Linked DNA regions of Pan troglodytes: region 2 is linked to region 1. Evidence: chromatin contacts called from public Hi-C data. All regions are on one chromosome and are shown on one strand. The core of a region is the stretch at or near the end of the contact, and the rest is flanking DNA. Distances in the headings are between cores, read along the strand shown.

Region 1 (3,414 bases), core at 442-2,941:
GGTCCATTCTAATCTTGGCTTTCACATAAATCGCTTGGTTTTTTTTTCTAGATTCTCAACAACAATTTAGACATTTGTTGAGCACTTGCCACTTGCAAGGTATTTTCCTAGGGACCATGTATAAATAATAATAGTCAAAATAACAGCTAATACTTTTCAAGTACTCACAATTTTGCCAGGCACTTAATTAAGCACTCTACAGGAACTAATTCACTTAATCTTCATGATACCCTATAAAGCAGAGAGAACTGTCACCCTATTTTAAAGATGCAGAAACGAGCTCAGTTAGGTTAAATAGCTCGCCTAAGTCCACCTAGGTAGTAAATGGTGTGATCAGGGATTTCAATCCAATTCCCTTTGACCGTAGAGATGTGCTCTCAGTCACTACGCTATGGTTCCCTTCCCTGCCTCTAAGGACATATAATTTGGTGGAAATTATGCACGTATCAGTAATCAATTTGATTTGGCAAGTGTCAATGAAACAGGTCTCTTTTTTCTGCTTTCCTCACTGACTCTAAAATTTTTTAAAATCTATTTTCTTAATCTCCTTTTGGGTCTTACTAGATTCCGACTTTGAGACTTACATCAGTAAATAGACATTGAAAGGAAAGACAAAAGCCCTGAACTAATGATATGAAATGTATTTTTATTTAGAATTGGTATAGACTTCACTATCAATAGGTTTAGTTCTTCAGGACAGGACAAAGCAAAGGAATTTGTGTCTACATTCAATACAACCTTTCTAGCACTTTTTTCACATAATTCAGTTCAGGTTCCCCATCCAACACACGACTGTCACCAGATGATGCTCTACTCTGTGACCAGATACAAGTCCTATTACGTCTTCTCGTGTCCCAAACCTCAATAAAACTTAATGGCTTTCTCCCCTGACAACTAGGCCTGCCATGGCTTCCTAACTTGTGTTAAATGCAGTGTTTCCACTCTTGCCAAAACAAACAAACAAAATACCATGTAAAAAAATACAGATTTCAGGGCCCCTTATCTGAAGAATGCAACTCACTCAGGAATGTGCAAATTTGGGGAACAGTTCAGAGGTGAAAAGCACTGATCGAAGAGGGAGAAGCTAAAATCAGGAGACCTGGTTTCTACTTTACAGTCCCACTTACTGTATAACTTCTAACAAATCACTTCCCTCTGAGTCCAGTTTTCATATCTGTAAAAGCGAGAGGATTTGACCAGATGAACTGTTATGTTCCTTCCACCTCTTGAAGTCGTGCTTATGAGCACAGAGTCAGAGGATGTGTGTTCATCTCCAAGCTATGCTACTTGTGAACTACTGTGCGCAGAGAACTGCATTCTCTGATTCAGAGCCCTCACCTGAGGGGATGATAGTATCTCTCCACTCTCCCTTTTCTTCCCTTTAATGAAGTCTAAATGAGATGATGCTTATAAGCATCTAACAAAACCCGGCACATAATCAATGTTCAACAAGTTATTATTACTCTGGAATTCTATAAATTACCTCTGTACTTCCTCCCTTGTCACCCTGAACTTAGTGAAGTTTCCTTCACTTGGTTTTGCTCTTCAACTCGGACCCCGAAAACGTTCTAAACGCTGGCGGAAGTCACGCTGAGCTGGGCTAGACGCTCAACCCCGGTCTCTTCCCCGAAACCGCGGTGCTCCCACTTCCTGCAGTCCGAGGTTCCGACTCGACGCCAGCTCCGCGAGCAATGGTTCCGCCCTGCGCCCTGCCCCTTCCATGACAACTCCAGTCTCACCTGCCTGGCGTCTCTTGAGCCCAACCGGCATCCGTCGGGGTTGGACGTGGGCTTGGCGGAATGGGGCGGGACTTCCAGTAGGAGGCGGCAAGTTTGAAAAGTGACGACGGTTGACGTTTGCTGATTTTTGACTTTGCTTGTAGCTGCTCGCCGAACTCGCCGTCTTCCTGTCAGCGGCCGGCACTGTAGGTGAGCGCGACAGGACGGAGGAAGGAAGCCTGCAGACAGACGCCTTCTCCATCCCAAGGCGCGGGCAGGTGCCGGGACGCTGGGCCTGGCGGTGTTTTCGTCGTGCTCAGCGGTGGGAGGAGGCGGAAGAAACCAGAGCCTGGGAGGTGAGGGGCGGGCCCATCGTTATTTTTTATTTGATTTTAGTCCCAGAAACAACCAGAGCTCAGTTCCTACTAAACTAACGGGTGTTTTCTGGTGCAGCATAGACCGAAGAAGACGAGCTTGAGCTGAAATTGTTCAATTTAGGCATACATTTATGTGTGATTTTTGGAAAGGCGGTGGTAATGTGGTTTATTTGGCTGCAGATGCTTGTCAGCTTTTTACACATCTCCGTTGCCAAACGTTTCTTAACCAAATCCAAAACCATGAATGAAAAGGCAAAAATATCACACCTAATCCAAAATTCAAAGGAAAAGAGCAGCGCATATATAGCACTACGCATGCGTAACGCGATCATTGTTCCCTTTAAAAGTTCAAGGAACGTTTTACTTAATTCATTGAAGTTGGGAGCCATTTCTGTTTATTTTTGTTTAATCTCTGCCTTGTGGAACTGTGATGTCCACAAATAGTTTATTTTAACAAAAGGAAGTGTGTAAAATTTAACAGAGTACTTTTAGTACCTACTCACTCTGCTCAGCATCGTGGTGCTGCAAATAAATGAGAAACCAGATGAGTAATTAGCGGTTAATCTTTGCTACTGGTTAGAGTATTACTGCATATATATTAAGTCATTTATATACTTTATCCCACCTAGGAGCTCAAACTATGTAGTTGGAAAGTGTCTTTCTTCATCTCTCGTTAATGAATAAATTGTAACTGAAATTGTACTTGGAAAGAATGATAGAATTTGGATATTGGAGGAGGTTCCAAAAGGAAATACTGGAAGTTTGGAAAGTTAGGAGACTAACTTGGAGCAGAAATTTCATTCAATTATTAAAGGGTTTAGAAGCCTAGCAGAAAAATTTGAATTTGATATGGTGGGTAAGGTGAGTAATTGAAGTATTTTCATACAAATATTATATGATGCGTTAAGTGTTTTTATAAGGATTAATCTGATAGCAGAGTGCCAAACATTAGAGAAGAGAGGAACGAGTGATAATAATTATGAAGATACTTTACACCTACACTTTCTATTGCAATACTCTCTAATTCAGATGCAGTTTTTTGGAAAAGTGACTTTTTCTGAAGTCTTTTTTTGGTCCAGTCCTTTTATGAACAGTTTTTAAGGCTGTGACTTAGATGAAAATGTAGAATGCATATTTATGCTGAAGGGAACATCTAATATGTGATGCATCAGAATCTGGATTCCAAAAGATCCCAGCTCTGTGGCCTGGCAAGGTGGCTCATGCTTGTATCCCAGCACTTTGGGAGGTTGAGGTGGGAGGATCACTTGAGCCCAGAAGTTCAAGACCAGACTGGGCAACATAGTGAGACCCCATCTCCA
Region 2 (3,459 bases), core at 850-3,349, 250 kb before region 1:
TATTCATGGTACAGGTCAAAATCTGGAATCACCTGATTTGTTTATTTTCTGACTCCTTCTACTGAGATGAAAACTCTACTAGAGTGGAGATTTTGTCTGCTTGTGTCAGGTACTGCTTCGAACAGCACCTGATACAGAGTAGGTGGTCAAAAGATATTTCTTAAACAAATGAATAAATAAAAAGTAGATCTTTTGAGAGTAAAGCTCTTCCACACTACCAGAGTCATTCAGGAATGACAAATCATAGAATAACAGAATTTGATGCTTTGTGCATATCAGAGAAAGAAGGTGGAAGGTTGTCAAGGTATCATGATGTACCAGTCCTCGCCTCCTCAAACACAATCTGCAAGTCCCACAGTGAAAAAGTAAGTTAACTCATGTGAAGCGTTTTACAAACACTTTTTTAAAAGTCTTAAAACTCCTAAGAAAGCAAGATTTAATAGTCAAAGAAGTGAGTAAACATGAAATGCCTGAATAGAGTAATGAGCTAAGCACAAAGTTAGAGACATGTTAGTTAATATGTCTTGAAAGCAGCAGCTCCTGCTTTCAAGGAGCAAGAACAAATTGGGCAAGTGAACACTCCTTGAATAAAATGTGTAAAATTAATTTTGGGTTATGTTCTATACTGTGTATAATAGAATGATAAAAATTATTTGACTAGCACTTTGTAGTTTAGAAATATCTCTATTTACACAGTTTACCTTATTTGATAAGACTGTTGAGTGATAGGATAGCATGGTGGACAATCCACATAACTGAGTATCGAGACACCTGTATCTGGACCCAGCTCTGTTAGTAAGAAGCTGTAACCTCAGCAAGTCACTTTCTCTTTCTGGGTCTCTATTTCCTTTTTGGTGAAATAAGAGTGTTAGGCTAGATTGCCTTTGAAGTCCCATTTTGTCTTTAAAGTCCCATCTATTGCAGTGATTTATTTTAACTCATGACAAATCAGGCTTCTCTTATTCTAAGTGCAAGACATAAAGCTTTTATTGTGGAATTTCAGGCATCAGTAAATCTTTTTGGGTACTCACTTATGTTCCTAAAATCAATCTATTTGAGTGATCACTCTTTTAGGTGCCCAGGTAAACAAAGAAGGCCATGGTCTTTCTTTGAGTGACCTTCTTTCCCTTTTAATTAGTCTGACCTCTTTAATGTCAGTTCTGACTGATTCATTTCCCTGGTCCATCTTCCTTGGTCTGAGGGCCTCCCTAGTTTCACATTGCACTGCAGTTCCTTCCACACCACCATCAAGGATGACTGTCAACATTCATTTGTTCTATGTTATAATTCAAGGAAAAGTTGCCCAGTAGCTAATCTAATAAATGCCCTCTTATGGGTGGCTAGAGATTTTTCCTATAATTTAAATGCATCTTCTGTAGATTATGGTCCCTCCACCATTTTACATTTGTCTGCTGTCTCCTTGCTCTGCTAGTCATGGAACGTGTTGGTAGTGGGGGCAGTGTGGGATGTTCAAGGGCACGTATTGGGTAGGGCCACATATGGGCATTGCTTTGTGCCATTCTTTCTATATTTTTGGTATTTTGCATCTCACTGGAACCCAACTATTTTTCATCTCTTCCACCTAAACTATTTGATGCCTCTGTTTCTTATATATAAAGTTTAGCTCACTGTAGCCTATGATCAGGAACCCATCTGCTTTCTAAATGAAAGCTGTTTTGGTCAGATCTAGCAATTAATTCCCTTCTTCCACTTATAGCTTTCCTCTGTAACTCTGGTGTAGGTATTTGGTATATGGCTATAAGATGTGAAACACCTGAATGATTCTGTCCATGCAGGCATTTCAGTTCATGATATTGTATGTAAAAGATACTGATTGTCCAGGTGTTCAGAAACACCTATAGGGCTTAATATTCTTACAATCAGTTTGAAGGCTGGTGATACGCAAAGCAAACTACATATTTTTCTGCCTGCTCTCTCTCTTTCTCTCTACATCTCTCTTTCTTTATCTTTTGAAATATCAGTTTGGAGACTTAGAATTACATAAGACATAAACCCATTTGATATAAGAATTGCTGTGTATATTTGCTCATCTACTCCCTCCTTTGTTCCTCGAGCTGCCGGTTTAGACTTTTTACAGGACGCAGGCATGTGAAGGAGAAACCGTCAGTGCTAGGCTGAATTCTGTTGTTACCAAGATTTCTAGAAAAGTATTCCTCAGTCAGGTTGATTACAGATATAGCAAATCTATTTTTCCTAGGGTAGTTTCTGTATGCTGCCGGGCTTATAACTGTCTGTCATCCAGCTATTTCTCTCCACCTTCTTGTTTGCATAACAACCAAGGCAACTTCCGCAAATCACTGCGTGGAGACGATGATCCTGCCAGCTCCCTTTTGGAAATCGTGAGGATCAGATCTTGGACCATGTATAATATGATGCTTCTAATCCAAAAGAGGAAGGGCATTGGGAGTCAGCTCCTAAGTAAGCTCCAGAATTCCTGCTGGTACTTTTCCTTCCAGGAAGCAACTTCCTTGATATTTTTTTTTTACAGACATATGAATAAAAACTATATTTTGCAGCATTGTACACTTTTTTTCCTTTTCTAGAAATTCTAAACCTCTGACATTGGTAGAGACATTGAGTACATTTTTTCCCATATCCCTACTTTTCAGAAGGATTTTCTCTGCTCGTTCACTTAACATTGCTGATGCGTCAGTCTTTTCTTCCTCATCTCTTTCAGGGGCTGGAGAGGCAGAGGGAGACAGAGGAGCTGGTACTGCAGAGCGGTCGTCTGATTGGCTGGACGGTCGTAGCTGGGCTATAAAAGAGACTCCTACAGGCTTAGCAGGAAGACGCTCAGAGGATTCTGACAATATCTTTACCGGAGAAGAGGCAAAGTACGCTCAAAGCCGAAGCCACAGCTCCTCCTGCCGCATTTCTTTCCTGCTTGCGAATTCCAAGCTGTTAAATAAGATGTGCAAAGGGCTTGCAGGTCTGCCGGCTTCTTGCTTGAGGAGGTAAGATTGCTTTCAGCCATTAACCATATTAAACTTTTGGCTAGACTTTCTCAGTTATTTACATGTTGTACTTACTAACCTAGTTCTGTGCAATTAGAAACAGTGTGGTCAGGAGATCACGACTTTCTAACTTTCCTCCAAGACTAGCTAGATACTGTGACTTAAGACATGTGCTCCCGAAATTTCAGCCCTTATGTGTTGTTTTATGTGACCTCAGTTTTGAGAACTGTTCTGTTCTTTAAGCCAGGTCTAAGAAAGCTAGTTTTAATTAAGAAGCGAGATGAGGTTTGAGGCTATGTACAGTGATCTGTAATATCTCCATCTGTGATTACTACTGCTATTTGAGCATCCCTGGAGTACATAGAAGCCTGGCTCTGGGCTTTCTGATTGTATGCTACAACTTGTTTCAGGAAAGGTACCCCAGAATGAGGTTTGGCTCCATCATCAGAAAGGCACTATGCTTTCCGTGTGGTGGTGCAGTAAC

What was found. A called contact is a pair of places that touch in the nucleus more often than the background predicts.
Region 2: a Hi-C map of stem cell-derived neural progenitor cells shows a contact between it and region 1, with 7 times the contacts expected there. The contact joins the promoter of RGS4 here to the promoter of NUF2 in region 1. A contact is called at or near these places in 3 of 7 Hi-C or Micro-C datasets (blood, induced pluripotent stem cells and stem cell-derived neural progenitor cells), 1 of 1 datasets of contacts at active chromatin or transcription factors (stem cell-derived excitatory neurons) and 1 of 1 other capture datasets (stem cell-derived neural stem cells).

Annotation. Positions count from the first base shown.
Region 1 is chr1:85,792,530-85,795,943 of NHGRI_mPanTro3-v2.0_pri, reverse strand. NUF2 (NUF2 component of NDC80 kinetochore complex) reads left to right here and starts at 1,691. Exons shown (of 14, transcript XM_001174497.4): 1 at 1,691-2,074. LOC134808622 reads right to left here and starts at 1,980. Exons shown (of 5, transcript XR_010151964.1): 1 at 1,484-1,980.
Region 2 is chr1:86,047,113-86,050,571 of NHGRI_mPanTro3-v2.0_pri, reverse strand. It overlaps RGS4 (regulator of G protein signaling 4), which reads left to right and starts at 2,099. Exons shown (of 6, transcript XM_513957.6): 1 at 2,099-2,439; 2 at 2,699-2,975. The coding sequence starts at 2,382.